Linked DNA regions of Gossypium arboreum: region 2 is linked to region 1. A link is a contact called in public Hi-C data. All regions are on one chromosome and are shown on one strand. Each heading gives the region's core, a stretch centred on a gene start, on an enhancer-like site or on the middle of the called end of the contact. The rest is flanking DNA. Distances are from core to core; before and after follow the strand shown.

Region 1 (7,845 bases), core at 2,724-5,223:
AATATTCTGGTAATATAGACCAAAATATGATGTTAATTGAATTGAATGGCATAGTGCTTTGGTTTGGATCAAATAATAGAAAGGGGAATTAAGGTAAAGGAATTGTATATTGGAAAAAATAATCATAGAAAGCAAGAATTATGGTAAATGGATTTTGGATGGATTATTATGTATAACATGGATGATGGTATTGTATTTAATAATTAAAGTGAGTTATGATAAATTTATGAACATGTAAATTTCACGAATGGTTATATAAGAATGAAGGTTAGAGATAAGGATATGGAAAGAGAATCATTGAGCCTAGAGAATACTTAGGATACAAATGATATGCCATTAGGAAGTATATGTATTGGGTGCTAGTTCTGGAGGTCCTACCAATGGCTGAGATCCAGCATGTGTTGCGGATTCTTCACAGCTCGTGTGAGCGCATCAAGTAGCTACTGTCCTGACTAACAGCTCGTATGAGTAAGCCCACTTCATAGCTTGTGTGAGCATTATTGAAAAGGAAAAGAAAAAGGGAAAGGCTACATTTACATGAAAAGGTGTTTCGTGTATATGATGTTATTCAAAAAGTTTCAATGGATGAGAAAAGGTCAATGGAAAAGTATTTATAAAGACTTAATGTTCATATGATATAGATAGATGAATATGCATATACAAAATGAAAATGGATGATAATTTAGCAAGTGATGGATGAAATATGCATGAAATCCATTTCTTAATATATGTCATGTTATATAGATGTATTGTTTATTTATTATCTATTAACCATATGATTTCAATGGAAAGTATGTGTAAAGGATATATGTGTATGGGTGATGGATCATGAATAAAGCCTAAATGTTTATCATGTATATGCCATAGGTTATTTAGGATTTATATGTAATGATATATATTTACTAACCTTATGAGGTGATGTGTATAGGAAAGGAAGTTTGGCATAAGACATGATGAGAGTAGGTTTGGATATTTAATTTAATATGTTTGGTAAGTTTAAGTTTCTGCTTATATGAATTTACTAAGCATTAAATGCTTACGTAATCGTTTCCTCCATTTTGTAGATTATCGGAAAGCTCAGTCGGTTGGAATCTCGTCGGAGTATCATCACACTATCTATTCGTTATTTTGGTATTTATGGTTATTTTGGTTAATGGTTATAAATGGCATGTAATAGGGTTATAAGTGTAGTTTTGGTAATTGGTTCATTTTTAAATGGTCCAAGTTCATTCATTTTCATATCTTTCAATGAAAGCTTAAATGATGTGTATTCATATGAGATATTAGTAACTATTCATGCCCTCATGTGAGTAGAAAGAAGATGATTGTGTGATATGTTTGATATGGTTATTTGGCATGTATAGGACTTTGTGTATTGGTAGTTTTTGGATATGTTAATGGTCAATTTGGTATATATTTGCTTTTGATGTTCATGTTTGGTTTAATGGACTTTTAATGCCTTGTCAAGTTAGGTCATTTTTTGCCTCTTTTAGGTACTTGAAATATAAGGTCCTTTTTGGTATGTTCGGAATGGCTTGTAATTGGTCATATGTGATATCCTTTGGTAGGTAATTGAACTAAGTTTTTATGCTTGAAATATGACAATATTGGCATATTTTGGTTGATGATGTTTTCGTACAATTATGGTGCCTTTTAATGGCATATTGGTTAGATGAATTAGGATGTTTGAAATTGTATGTTAGGTGTGTGTGAATGATGTTTTAAATTCCTTGAATGTATGCTCAAATGGTATAGATGGTTAAGTATGATTTGGTCTTGAAATGGCTTGAATTTAGGGTCAAATTATGGATCACAGGGCCTAGGAAACGATCTGTCTCACGGCTGTGTGACACACACGGCCTGAGGACACGTCTATGTGTCATTTGAAAGTTCTTAGTGTTCCAAGTCAGTGAGTTACACAGCCTGGCACACGGATGTGTGGCATGGCTGTGTGACCCTACTTAGTGAGTTACACTGGTGAGGACATGGGCTGGGACACGACTGTGTGTCCCCTGTTTGAAAGTTACACGGCCTAGGGTGATGTCACACGGTCATGTGGCTCCTGTTTTCCAATTTTTACAACTTTTTCTTAAAACTTCTGTTTTATTTCAAATTAGTCCTGAATTGCTTCTAAGCTATTTTTAGGGCATCGAAGGCTCGATTTAGGGACAAAATGCATGTGAATGAATGATTTTATGATATGTTTAAGATATTTAATGTTATGAAGGTAAATGTTTTTCGTTGTACGATAATGCTTCATAACCTTAATCCGATAACAGAGACGGGTTTAGGGTGTTATAGTCAACATTGATTCTTCCAACTTAGGATAATTCATTGACTGGTTGATTGAAGGTTAACTAACGTTTCTTGTTAAAATTGGACTGATTTGTGGAAAAATCGTTACGTTGAAAGCCTCAATAAAAAAAAAAAAGGTCAATGGCACAAAACCAAAAACACCTAAATGTTGAGGGTATTTTTTACAATTTATGCCTTTAAAAAATATTCTTGACAACTAGGAACTAATTTGTCATATTTGAATTATATGTAACCTAAATAAAAACTTTCAAATAATTTAATGACATACATAGTTTTGAATTGTATGTAACCTAAACTTTTGAAGTGATTTGTCAAATAGGAACTGATTTGCCTCTTTCCTAAGGCTATCTATATGCACGTGGTAGAACATAACTTTAAAAGTATCCAAATCTACCATACACTTTAATAACCAGAGAAATCAAAATCTAGCATACACTTTAATACAAACAATAAACATACACAGTGCATAAACCCTATGCAAATGCAACATTTTTCAACAAAGAAATTTAGAAAACCTTAAACCCAAATCCCTCTAAATCCAAAAAATCATAAACTAAATATAGAAACTTACCCGTTACAGTGGATGCTAAAACATTGTCTGCTTCTCTTCTATTAACAGTTGTGGCCCTAAACCCTACCCATTGATATCTTTTGTGGTCTTCTTTCTCCTTAAACTTGAAACCCAAAATATTAATCCTTTAACCTTAAATCGTTCAATCTTACCCTTATCCTAAAAGTTTCAATCATCCAACACTAAACCCTAAAATGTTAATCCCAATCGATTTTCTTTTCTTCTTCTTAATCCCAATTGATATTTTCTTTCTTTTCCTTAATCCCTAATTCATCTTTTCTTTTTTTTTTCCCTCTAAACCCATCCAAACCTTAAATTGTTTGACTCCTCATCCAATGTAGCAAGTTAGTTGGCCATATCAGCTAGTTAACTGGCCATGTCACTTATCCCGTTAGGCTTATAACGGAAAATGTTAATGGGTGACTGATTTGTCACTTTTCAATAACATTAGTTACGGATTTGTTATTTCTTGAAAGTTGAGTTGACTGTTTTATTATTGAGATCAAAATTGAGTGACTGTTGATGTACTTTACTTTTTTTTATTTTATTTAAAAAATCCCAAACTTGCTTAATTTTCGGTTTGAATTTAACTAGACTTAGATTAAGGAGCATTGGTGGTTTGGGTTGAACTCATTACCAAAACGCCAAAATCTGTATTCTCAAATACCCTATGACCAAGGGCGTAGCCAGGGGGCTGGCATGGGCCTCGGCCCCCTAAAATGGAAAATTACATTTTAAACCCTTAAAATTTTTTAATAAATTTAAATTAGTAAAGCTAAAATTATACTTTATCCCACAAAATTTTAAAATTTAATTTAATTATTTACAAATTATAAAAATATAAACTATATAAAATTAAAATTTTATCTGACCTCCTTAAAAAAAATTTCTGTCTTCACCTCTGCTTATGACCATGGTAAATTATTATTACAACAAAATACGGTGGTAGCTCGGATGACACTTGCTGCCAACTTAGAAACAGAGTAGATAACTCAATTTCATATGCAAACGTGGCAAAACCCCATTGGTTCCTAATCATCAATCGGCCTTTTAACAAACACCTCACGTCCGTATCAGAATCCGACTCCAATCTTACCACTCACTTTTAATTAATTTCCTAAAATGTCCCTGCCAGTATCTTTCCCTAACCCAAAAATTAGAAAATAAAGTTTCATATTTCAAAGCAAACTCCTTGCTCCATTCAATTTTATTATGCAAAAATCCCCATATTTTACAACAACAATAATAATATATAACTATCTAGGGTTTTTCTTCTTCCTAAATACCGCTAGCCCTATTCCATGAAAATAAATAACCCTAATATTTTTCCCTTCAATTTCAAGGCTTCAGGGTTTTGATTCTCTTCTATTTTTTAGACGATTGGCTTTGAATTGTTTTTTTTTTTGCTTCGTTGCAAAGATTGCTTCTTCTTTTTTTTTTGAATATTCCCGGAAGTTTTAGCGACTTGGTCTTTGTTTTCCGATAAAGTGATGGCTACTACGGGAGTAGAGGAGGTGGAATACGAGAGTGATCCAGAGGAGGTGAAGCGTTCTCTGGCAATGCGGAGGAGGGAGGCGGCCAGTGACGATGACGAAGGAGAAAGGGACGAAGAGAATAATGCTGAGGCGAGGATGGATCGAAGGTCTGTGATTCGTTCCGATGAATCCGACGGTCAGGGCGGTGCTGCAGATTACGATGATGGCGTAGAAGAATTGGACTTAGAAGAAGTCGAAGAAGAAGTTTATGATGAATACGAGGAAGAGGAAGAAGAAATTGATGAAGAGGAGATAGATGAAGTTGGTAAAGTAGAAGTGCGAGGCAATGTGAAGATAACTGGAGACGATGTGAAGGAAGCGGTTGTGGAGAATGGGAATGTGGATGAAGGACTGGGCATTGATAATAATCACATTGGAGAGGAACATGGAGAGGAAAAGAAGGAGAATGAGCCCTTTGCTGTGCCCACTGCTGGGGTGTTTTATATGCACGATGATAGATTTCGAGACAACGTTGGCGGTCGTCATAGGTATTAAGCTTCATTTTTTCTCTTTATAGGTTCCAATTTTCTTTTTTTTTCTTTTTTTTTATAGCTGTTTAACTAATTAAGTAGTAAATATCAATTTACGGAAAGGTATATGGTGAATTTTCTATGTGGATTGTCTGTTATGCCTATTGTAGCTTCTTCTGTTTAATGATTGAAATTGGAATGCTCACTTGCCCTACCTTCTCTATGCGGATAATGGAAATTAAAATTTTTATACTCTTGACTAGTGTTACATTTTGATAACAAATGTGTTAATATTGGGTTTTTGACTCCTATGATGTTTATGCTCCTATGCTGCTTTTCTTATATTCTGTTATCTTGAATTTTGATTTGGTCTATGATTAGTCAGGTTTAAGAAATTCGAAGGTTTTAACCTGTATGGGAGCTGCTGCTTACCTGCACTTCTAAGCATGCATGAATGGTGATAAAACTTTAGTTCGTAGTTTTAACATTTGGGTTGAGGAGTGAGGACTTGAAATGTCACAATCTAGATGCCCTTGAATCTTTTTTTTTTTTGCTTTAATTGTTCATTCACCTTAAGATCTTAAAAGGTACCTGTTTTGATCTGGGAATGGGGTAGTTGATCTGGACCTCTGTTATAAAAAACTGAGCAGCCCAATATTATAGCAAATATAACATTATGTGGTCAAAACTTAGGCTCAGATTGTTACCTTGTTTTATTTGATGACATTATAACTTATGACTGCTTATGACTACTATATGAAGTTGCTAGTAATTCTGAACATATATTTTTTCTTTTTCTATATTGTCAGTACTTTGACAACTATATGAGGTTTTAAGAACATAAGCTTTTTCTGGTCTAAATCTGTATTTATATCGATTTTTCTAATTTGTTTACCATTGATATATGTGGGTGTGAGCGTAAAGGCTGACTGCATGCATAGTCTATGTGCATATTTTGTAAAGACTTGGTGTATAATTTAACTGTTGGCCTTGTTAATGGGACTGTTAGTATTGGTACATATAAATGCTGCTTTATTTCATGTTTTCCAATGTTATTTAATATTTTTAATAAAATATATAAACATACAAATACTCTTCCATTACATGCATCTATATGTTTATATGCAGATATAGATTTTAAAAATGATAAACATTTAACATCAGAAAATTTTGGAACCTCAAATAAATATAAAAATTAGTAATTATTGTGATCTAATGAACATGTATTATTTTAGGATGAAATTATGAAAATAATAGAACTGAACATGAAAGGGAAAGCATTAGGAGTTGATAAAAAGAATACAATAAGAGAAAAGATTAAAAGAAAATTTGAAAGAAAAATCTTGTACCAATCAGTATGAGCAGTACAGATTGGTACTAATGGTGGAAAGGTACATAGATTTAGGACTCTGCTTTCATTGCTAATACGTATTATGGTATATCTTTAAGCGTCAAGGTTTGTATTACCATGTCCTTGTCCTGCCCATTTCCTTCAAGTTGCTATAAATGTTAATAAAGTTGTGTATCAACTTGATTTGTCCAATTTAGGCGAACACGTTGTGGAAGGAATTTGTGGGAATCCAAGGATGATAGGAAATGGGGACATGACAAGTTTGAGGAGATGACTTTGCAAGAAAAGCATTATGAAGAGGTAACGATTTAGTAGATTTGTAGATAATCTACTTGCCTTCATTGGTGCTTCTTTTCCTTCTCAATCTCGTTTAATCTTATTTTTTTCCCTTACTGACATGTTTTTTCTTCTGCACTCAGGGACTATCTTCTAGAGGTAGGTATCGAGCTCAGAGTAAAAATCGTGGACCAGATCGTGGTTATCGTAGAGGAAGTGGGTCCAAAGCATTTGGGAAAAACAACCACCAGAATATGGCTCCAAAGGTGGTGAGAGGGAGAGGACCTAGGAGGTATGAACCTAATATGAAAATCAGCAGTCAAGCACCTCCAATACAGGGCAGACTGTGAGTATTCATAATCATGTGCTCTTTCCCCCCTACAATTTTCCATCTCTTCCTTCCATGACAGGTTTGATTGACATTGAATGAGTTAAATGTTTCAGGTCTGGAAAGCCTCTTGAGAAAACATCACAAGCCAATTCAGGTAGAGCTTCCACCCTTGCAACAAATGCCAGTACTGTATCAGATCCTAATCCGAAACATATATTTGCGTCAAGCTTGAGTTCTGCTTCCCCACCTTTTTATCCAGCGGCGTCTTCCAACAAAGACACTGCTTTAACTCAGAAGAAAGATGTGCATGCTGAAAGTGTGAGCGGGAATCTTTGCCCTTCTGTTACAGATGAGAATTTTTCTGCTTCACAATCTAATTCATTACGAGGGAAGAATGTGGTTGATTCTCTCAGCATGGCAAAGCTTTATATTGATGATCCCAGCTTGTCTGCTTCTGCGAAGCCTTTGACCAATATGCAGATGGTACCTTCTGGATCTTCATTGGGTAATACTAGCAAACCCACTCAGTCCAGGGTACAGGGTAGAGTTGTAGCTATCCCAGGATTGAAGGCTTGTCAGCCAGCTCCTCATCAGAACCAAATCAATAGAGTTTCTCCACCAACACAGATCATTGCTGTTCAGAGAAATCCTGTTCAAGGGTACTCTGTGCAAGGGGCTGCTCAGCAGCTGGGCCAGCATACTGGTATGCCTCAAGCTTCGTCTCCACCCAAGACAGCTACGTCAGTCAATTCCTATGAATCTGGAGAGGTTGAATCTTCAGAAACAAGTAAACCCTTGGTGAGCAAGGGAAAAAGCTGTGTTCAAGGGGCTGGAAGAGGCTCTTTTCTGTACAGTGGAGCTCAGGTTATGGGACCAACAGGGACTATGGCTGTCGGCCATGGTGATAAAAACTTTCCTGCCTTTTTGCCAGGTAAAGCTTTTCATATTTTTAGTTTTTTAATTTATCTGGATAAACTAATCTACTGTAATAGGTA
Region 2 (7,845 bases), core at 3,968-6,467, 75 kb before region 1:
GGATATTTATCATTTTCAGGAAAAGAGGACCGTCCAGCTGACCTTCTCTGCAGAGCATATTTTTGGAGGCACTTTACTGGCAATGTGCTCCAGTGATTTTATTTGTTTTTACGATTGGGCTGAATGCAGGATGATTCGTCGAATTGATGTTACTGTGAAAGGAAGCTAAAAGAATAATGTGAGCCCCATTACTTCTCCTTGGCTACCTTGCATTCTAAATGTTATTTTTATTTACATTACTAAAAATGTCAGAATCTATACTGGACTGATAGTGGTGATTTGGTGGCAATTGCCAGCGATACATCTTTCTATATCCTTAAATACAATGTAAGTCTCCTTAGTGTATCTGCTTCTTAGATCTGCAAAACCTTTTGCAGAGTGGACTCTTTCTTTGTTAAATGCTTGATTTCTTACAGTTTGCAGAAATGAATTTGATGATATTTTTCTTGTTGCAGCGGGATGTGGTTCAATCTTACTTAGATAGTGGAAGACAAGTTGATGAACAAGGGGTTGAGGATTCATTTGAACTTCTTCATGAAACCAATGAACGTGTCAGGACTGGCATATGGGTTGGGGACTGTTTCATTTACAACAGCACCTCATGGAGACTTAATTACTGTGTTGGTGGAGAGGTATCCGTGTTCTGCTTATTCTTGGCTTGAAAGTGTTTTATAAGTTAGATGCATTGGTTTTTGGAGGTTGATTATCTAATGGTTTTAGGTGACCACAATGTTTCATTTGGATCGTCCCATGTACTTGTTGGGATATCTTGCAAGCCAAAGTCGGGTATCTTTGATAGACAGAGAGTTTAAGTAAGTATGCTAGTGATTGCTAATTTTATGTCAAAATGCACATTAGGTTTTGCTTTGTATAGGCAGTATTAATGGCAGTTTACCCTCATCTGTTTCATATTGTCTAGTGTTATGGGTTATACATTACTTCTCAGCCTGATTGAGTACAAGACCCTTGTGATGCGAGGAGACTTTGAAAGGGCCAATGAAATATTACCTTCAATTCCTAAGGAACACCATAATAGGTATGTATGCCTTAAAATATTTTCCTTCCGATATCAAAGAAGATTGTTGGTCATGTTTCCACCTACCAGTATTCTTGCAACTGTTCCAAATTGGGTTGTGATTGTAGAATTCATATCTCCTTTCCTTTTCTTTTCCTTCATTTGAGTATTTGGTTCTTGATTTCATATCTCCACGTGTTGAGAAACTTAGAATTCTAAATTTAACGTATCTCCATAGCACTTAAAGGCTAGTCTCTTTACTTTTGGGTATTCCTTCCCTCTGAATGCTATTTATTTTAAAATTTTATTATGTTCAATTTCTGTGTATTTATGTTCTGGTTATTGAAATAATTTTGGATTTAATCATTGGTTTCCTTACTTATAGTGTGGCTCATTTCCTGGAATCACGAGGTATGATAGAGGATGCTCTAGAAGTTGCTACTGACCCTGATTACAGATTTGATCTTGCTATGCAGCTTGGTAAACTAGAGATTGCTAAGGTAAGAGTTGTTTGCTTGAATCTTTGAGTGATATATTTTATTTTGTTTAAGCTTTAATTGTGCCTTTAACAAATCTTCTATACTATAAGGGACACATACTCTTTTGTCCAGGAAATAGCCACAGAAGCTCAGAGCGAGTCTAAATGGAAGCAGTTGGGAGAATTGGCTATGTCAACTGGAAAGGTGTTGCATATTTTCTGATTTTCATAATTTGTTTCAATGCCACTTCACTCTGTTATGATTCTCATTCTTATTCTCCCATTACCTTTCTTTTGTGTCATGTTGTCATGATGTGGCTGCAAATCACCATTTGAAAATGCTTAAGGCGTTTGCTCTTGATTTAGGGCCAGTTTTCCATTGAGGTTGAAAAGTGCTTTTGAAAAGTTTGACCATGTTTACCATTTCTGTAACAAAGTGCTTTTGAGTAGATACAATGTCCTTCCTTCTTAGCTTGATGTTGTAAATTAGAAGATATGTTGGACTTATTTAATGAAGATAAAAAGTAATTTTAGGCAAAAGCACTTTTGCAAAAGCTTAAAATTTTGACTTTTTGGCTTGGGTTAAAAACCCAATTTAAAAACATGGTTTAGTTAGAAAAGCTCCTTGTTTTCCATTGCTTTTGGCTTGAAATTATGATTTGGGTTGAAAAGCACTTCTCAACCTCAATGGGAAACGTAACCTTAATGTCAGATGTGTATGTTGCAGATTTCTTGTCTGGTTTTTGAGTTTACTACATGCACTAGTTGTTCCTCTTAAAGTTTGCTCAATAGACATACACGACACATGAATTGTTAATTTTGGACTATGATTTCTCTGCTTGTACTTGAATTAGTTCTATTAATCATGCTAAACTTGTCATTGCAGCTTGCAATGGCTGAGGAATGCATGAAACATGCGGTAGACCTGAGTGGTTTATTGCTGCTTTATTCCTCTTTGGGAGATGCTGAAGGAATATCAAGGCTAGCATCCCTTTCTAAAGAGCAAGGGAAGAACAATGTTGCTTTCCTTTGTTTATTCATGCTGGGTAAATTGGAGGACTGCCTCCAACTTTTGGTGGAAAGGTAATTCATCATGAAATACCTAAAATTGTAGACTGCCATTTACTAGGCAAAGATATATTTTAAGTATTCCTTTTTCAGCAATCGGATACCTGAGGCAGCTCTTATGGCACGATCTTATCTTCCAAGCAAGGTTTCAGAGATAGTGACTATTTGGAGAAAAGACCTCAACAAGGTTAGTAGCCAATATTTAATTCTCTGGCATGTTTTGGTACACTGTTCATGGCGAGTTCCATTTTGACATGTTTGATTTTCCTCGTACTTTTGCAACATTCAAAATATTTCTTTTCTATAACCAATAAATAAAAAAATTTTCATCCTTCGTCTTCTATTCTTCCATTCTAAGCTTATCGTTCATGAGTCTTGATTGTGTCTCAACATTGCCCTTACTATCATTGTCATCCCAGATGTATGCTAGTATAGTTTGACTTTTTGCCCTTTTGTTCAACTTGATGATTGATATTATGATATAAAATCTTGATATTTTGCTGGAAACAAATTGCTTGAAAATGTGCTTAGAGCTTTTACATCTGAAAGCTAAGGAAACAGTCTTATCCTTTTTTTTGTGTGTTTTTTTCAAACATTGCATCATTAAAGTAGTGATGGAATCTTTAATGGGAATCTTTTTCATTTAATAAGTCCTTGTTGGTGGAGCATTTTAATATATATTCTTTCCTACTCCAAGTGTCACGATATTTAACTCTTTCTACCATTGCAACATGAATCTGTTGGACTTTCATGTTTACTGTAATCATGCTCAAAATCTATTACTTGTGTTTCTGGTTAAGTTTGATTAATGGTATAGATTGCAAAATGATTTGATGTAAAGCTTGCATCATTTGCAGGTTAACCCAAAAGCTGCTGAATCTTTGGCCAATCCTCAAGAGTATCCAGGCATGTTTGAGAATTGGAAAGTTGCTCTTGATGTTGAAACTAGAGTGCGAGAGAAAAGGTATCGAACAGAATTCCTTTCTGTTATTTATTGTTATATGGTATTTGTTACCTATTTACTATGCAAATTCTTTTATGAAATTTGCTATGCAATTTTATCAAATATGATTTCATTTTTTTTTTGGTTACCACTCTAGGATGATCTCTTTGGATAATTCATTTTTAGATTTGATTGTTTGGCCTTTTTGGTTGCTCTACAATTTTTGGTACCACCTGCTTTGATTTCAAAGCTGTGGTCGACACATCCTATTTTCCTGTCTCACAAGGTTATGCTTTCAACTCTCAATTGCTCGGTAGGGGTGTTTATCCTCCTGCGGCAGACTATTTGAAACATGGTGATAGATCATGGCTGACACTTGTGGAGGCTCATGAAAATGGTGACCTTAATCATGTGGTATATGACCTTTATTATCTGTTTTCTCTTAAGCCAGCAGCACAGAAAAATATTGGAACTGCTGGAGTGGTTGATGACTCTGGTTTTGGAATTTACCGTCTTTTTTCCTTCATTTTTCTGCCTTTCAGGCTGCAGAACAAAATGGAGATAGTGGTAGCCAAGAGGAGGCTGTTGTTGTGGATGCATCTAGTGACGGTGCAGTACTTGTTAATAGTAACGAGCCTGAAGAAGAGTGGGGTACGAATAAAGAAGGAGCCCTGTGAACCCAAAAGCAATTGGTTGATGCAGTGTAAAACCGAAACTTTTGTCTCTGGTGATTAACTGTTTCTACGATGCCATCTTTAACCCCTTTCGCTTTTGAGCTTCTCTGACTTCATTTTTGTGATTTCATTAATCACAAGCACTATTCATAACACCTACTGCCAGCTAAATCCTGAAGAGTTTTCCAAACTTGTTTCTCTCTTGAGTCTTTGGAATTAGGTACGTGTTTTTTAATGGGTGCTAAATACACGATCGGCTTTTGTTTAAATTATGATATTACTAGTAGTTTCTTTTTTTCTCATTCACTTTTTTTTTTTCTCAAAATTTGCCTATTAATATTGACTATTATGATGCACATCTATGGGCTGCTCAACTCTCATATCTTTGTTCTTTGTGAAAGTTCTTATCTAATTTGTGTTTGTGTATCAATCTATTGTATTCTATCATCAAAATGATAATGTTGTTTCCACTCCGTATCACGCAACATTAATGTCTTAAATTTTGTTATTTTCCTTTTGGTGTTTTTGATAGTTCTTTTATTATATGTCATTCCCCGATTCCTGTTTTCTCATATTTCTCACTGTTGGTAGTTCTTACAACAGATCACTAGGTTCCAGGAAGCCATTTAATCTGGGCGCCATTCAGCTCGGATTTTAAGGTGAGAAACCATTATTATAATCATTATTTATCTTTAAAGGAGAAAGCAGTATCAGTCATATGGGTTAAAATACACATCACAACCTTTAGAGCGAATCTCTTATCTCCTTGGATTTCTCATACTCGTGTCATTATTACTGTTCTTAACTTGTTATTATTGAACTACAGCAGATTTTGAATTAGAAGCTAGAAAGATTTTACTGAGGGACCGATTTATCTTTGCATTCCCGGTGATTTGGATCTGTCAAGCGCATTGTTTGAACATACAAGTGCTGACAATTTTATTACTTTCTCTTAACTTTTAGCATATTCTTTGGAGGCATTATCACAATTGTTTTTTTGAGGCGAGTGCCACTTTGAATGTAGAAAAAAAACTGAGAATTAGTGATGATTTTACCCAATTCAGTCCACTTTTATTGTTTTAAATCTTAGATGCTAATTTGGTTCTCCCTTTTGAGGCTGCAATCTTTTTTGGGATTACATTTGCAGTCTCTCCTCCAAATGAAACTTGTAATCTAAACATATATCTATTAAAAGAAATGACTTTTCATGCTCTTGCAGTTGCAGTTAGCTGTGCCATTGTGTTTTAACTTGAGCAACATTAGCTTTAAACATGATATTGGAACATAAAATTGCAGAAATTTTTGTCTACAAATGATATATCTAAGACCAGATTTAAAAAAGATAAATAAAAGAACAAACGATGGGCTCTTTTTTATTATTTTGAGAGTTTCACCAAGAAAAGCCCTAATGTTGTCCACAAACAATAGGAAACTTGCTGAGTCTTGTGGCCCCCACACAAAGGTTCGTGAATCGAGGAATACTCTAAGGTAATTATTCTAGGATATTTGACTTATTTAACCCACAAAGATTGGCTCAGTTTTGGAACATTGTGGAAAGACTATCTACTTAAAGTTTAGTGCTCCAATAAAATACTGTAATAAATTGTAATTACCAGATTAATTTTGTAATTTTGAACATAAAATTATTGAGAGTTTAAATTCTTTAGAACTCTATTTTGTAGATAGGTTTGAATTTGGATTTAATGTAATTTGATCTGTATAGAGGCCTTTCCCATCTTATTTGTGATCACTCAATTGTGTAATACTCTAAAAACTTTCTTGTGTTTTATACTTGTTCCCTTGCTTGTTTCTTTTCGTTGGTTTTTAGCATCAGCGTTTTAGAGAATCCTTTTTGAGATACTAGATTTTTTACAATACAAATTGATGTAGGAAAATTTGAAGCGAATTCACTACCTAAGGTGTGCGGTTTGCTAAGCTACAATATAAGTCCGTGATAGTTGGTATCAATGTTAGGTCCATTAAAGTGTTTAGATGAGATGTAAAATTAATCAAATAGTTAAGATATCTCACTAGAAACCCATGGGAGGTTCAAGAAAGCAAATTTGAGGGATATGTTGTTGGCAATATATGACAAGGTCGCTAAGCTTGAGGAATCCATGGGTGGTGTGGAGGAAAGCCTTAAGGTAGTTGAGGGTTGCATTGTAAAGTTGGACTATGTAGGAGATGAGCTCAAGGAGTAGATGTAAGACACTTTCAACGCTACTATGGAAAAGATGTTGAAGGCTATTAGCTCCATTGTGGATAAGCTAACTTATAGGGATAGTGCTCTCGTAGCCATGGTGAAGGCTTTGAAGAAATAGGTAGAACAACTCGAGGAGTTTGTTCTATGCAAAGCAGTTGTGGGTAATAAGGTGTTAGCTATGACAACCAAACATAAGATTGATATCTCTGAGCCGAAAGAGTTTAAGGGGACAAGGTCTACGAAGGACGTAGACAACTTTTTGTGGGGAATGACACAATACTTCTGTGTTGTGAGCATCGAGGATGATGATACTAAGGTAATATCTATTTCAATGTATTTAATTGATGTCACTCTTTTGTAGTGGCATCATAAGTGCATAGATGAAAAGCTTGATGACACTAGTATTGGTTATAAATAATGAATAATGATTGGTCATGAATATTTGGTATTTATGTTTATTTATGAATTGTTTTATATTGTTGTTGAATTCGTTAATTGTCGTAATACTTCATAACCCTAATTCGACAACAAAGACAGGTTACGGGTGTTATACAACCAACTCATCAATCAACCAACAAAATGATTTAGCACATGATAAATCTTAACAACTAAATAAACATTTCATTGAACAATTGGTATGCAAAATATAAAAGTAAAGGTAAGACATTCTCATTTAGATGTGGAACCAATGGAACCCAAAAGCTTGATACATCTCCATTTATAGAGTCTTTAATAAGAAAGAAGAAATAATGATAATAATAAAATCTATTCTAAAAAGAAAAGAGAAAAGAAAACATAATTTAAAAATGAAAAGAGGAGAAGAGAAGAGAAAACTTGTCTAATGTCTAGTCTAATTTTCTACTTTAAGAATCTATATGTAAAATGAATTAAAAAATGTTATTTATACTCTCACAAAGTTTGACCTATAAAGGACAAATTTTCCCTCACTTAAACTTTGACCAAAGGCTTAATGAACTTAAAATTGCCTTTTAGCATTTGAGCCACGTCAGGGTTGTTGTCGTGACATCCACACCTAGGCTTTACGAAATTAAAGAGAGTTTACTCTAAGGGTGCTTTTGGGCTTCAATGTCACGACATCAACCCTCTGGTGTCACAACGTCGTACTCAAGCAACTCGACTTATTCAACTTTGGAGACTGTGGTTGGTTTGGACCTCAATAATTCAGAGTTGTGACCTTATAGGCCGAATTCATGACATTGTATCCTTGGGTCAGAGACAGTCCATTAAGGTGTGCAACTTGGTAGGGTCTAACTCCTCAGTTGACGGTGGAGGCACTAGTGTCACAACACTAGCACATTAGTATCGGGACCTAGGCCCTAGTGTAGGCTCCTCTTCTCATTTTCACCTCAACCAAGTGCTTGGAACAAGCTTAACTCAAAGATTAAGTTTCTAATGGCAGATACTTGCCATTTTATTCATAAAAGCATTAAAACATGATAAAAA

The links. Hi-C and Micro-C count contacts between places; a contact is called where the count stands out from the background.
Region 2: a Hi-C map of leaf shows a contact between it and region 1, with 2.2 times the contacts expected there. The contact joins the enhancer-like site here to the promoter of LOC108467067 in region 1. A contact is called at or near these places in 2 of 5 Hi-C or Micro-C datasets (both in leaf).

What each region holds. Positions count from the first base shown.
Region 1 is chr2:23,081,262-23,089,106 of ASM2569848v2, reverse strand. It overlaps LOC108467067 (protein MLN51 homolog), which reads left to right and starts at 3,973. Exons shown (of 11, transcript XR_008277492.1): 1 at 3,973-4,910; 2 at 6,441-6,543; 3 at 6,663-6,865; 4 at 6,964-7,781.
Region 2 is chr2:23,157,908-23,165,752 of ASM2569848v2, reverse strand. It overlaps the pseudogene LOC108462435. Among protein-coding and RNA genes, the nearest start is that of LOC128283420, 15 kb to the right of the region's middle. Within about 2 kb of position 5,217, at least 2 of the 2 cell types and tissues checked have an H3K27ac peak or open chromatin away from gene starts, as enhancers often do. A contact at or near this core is called in leaf, where this site is marked.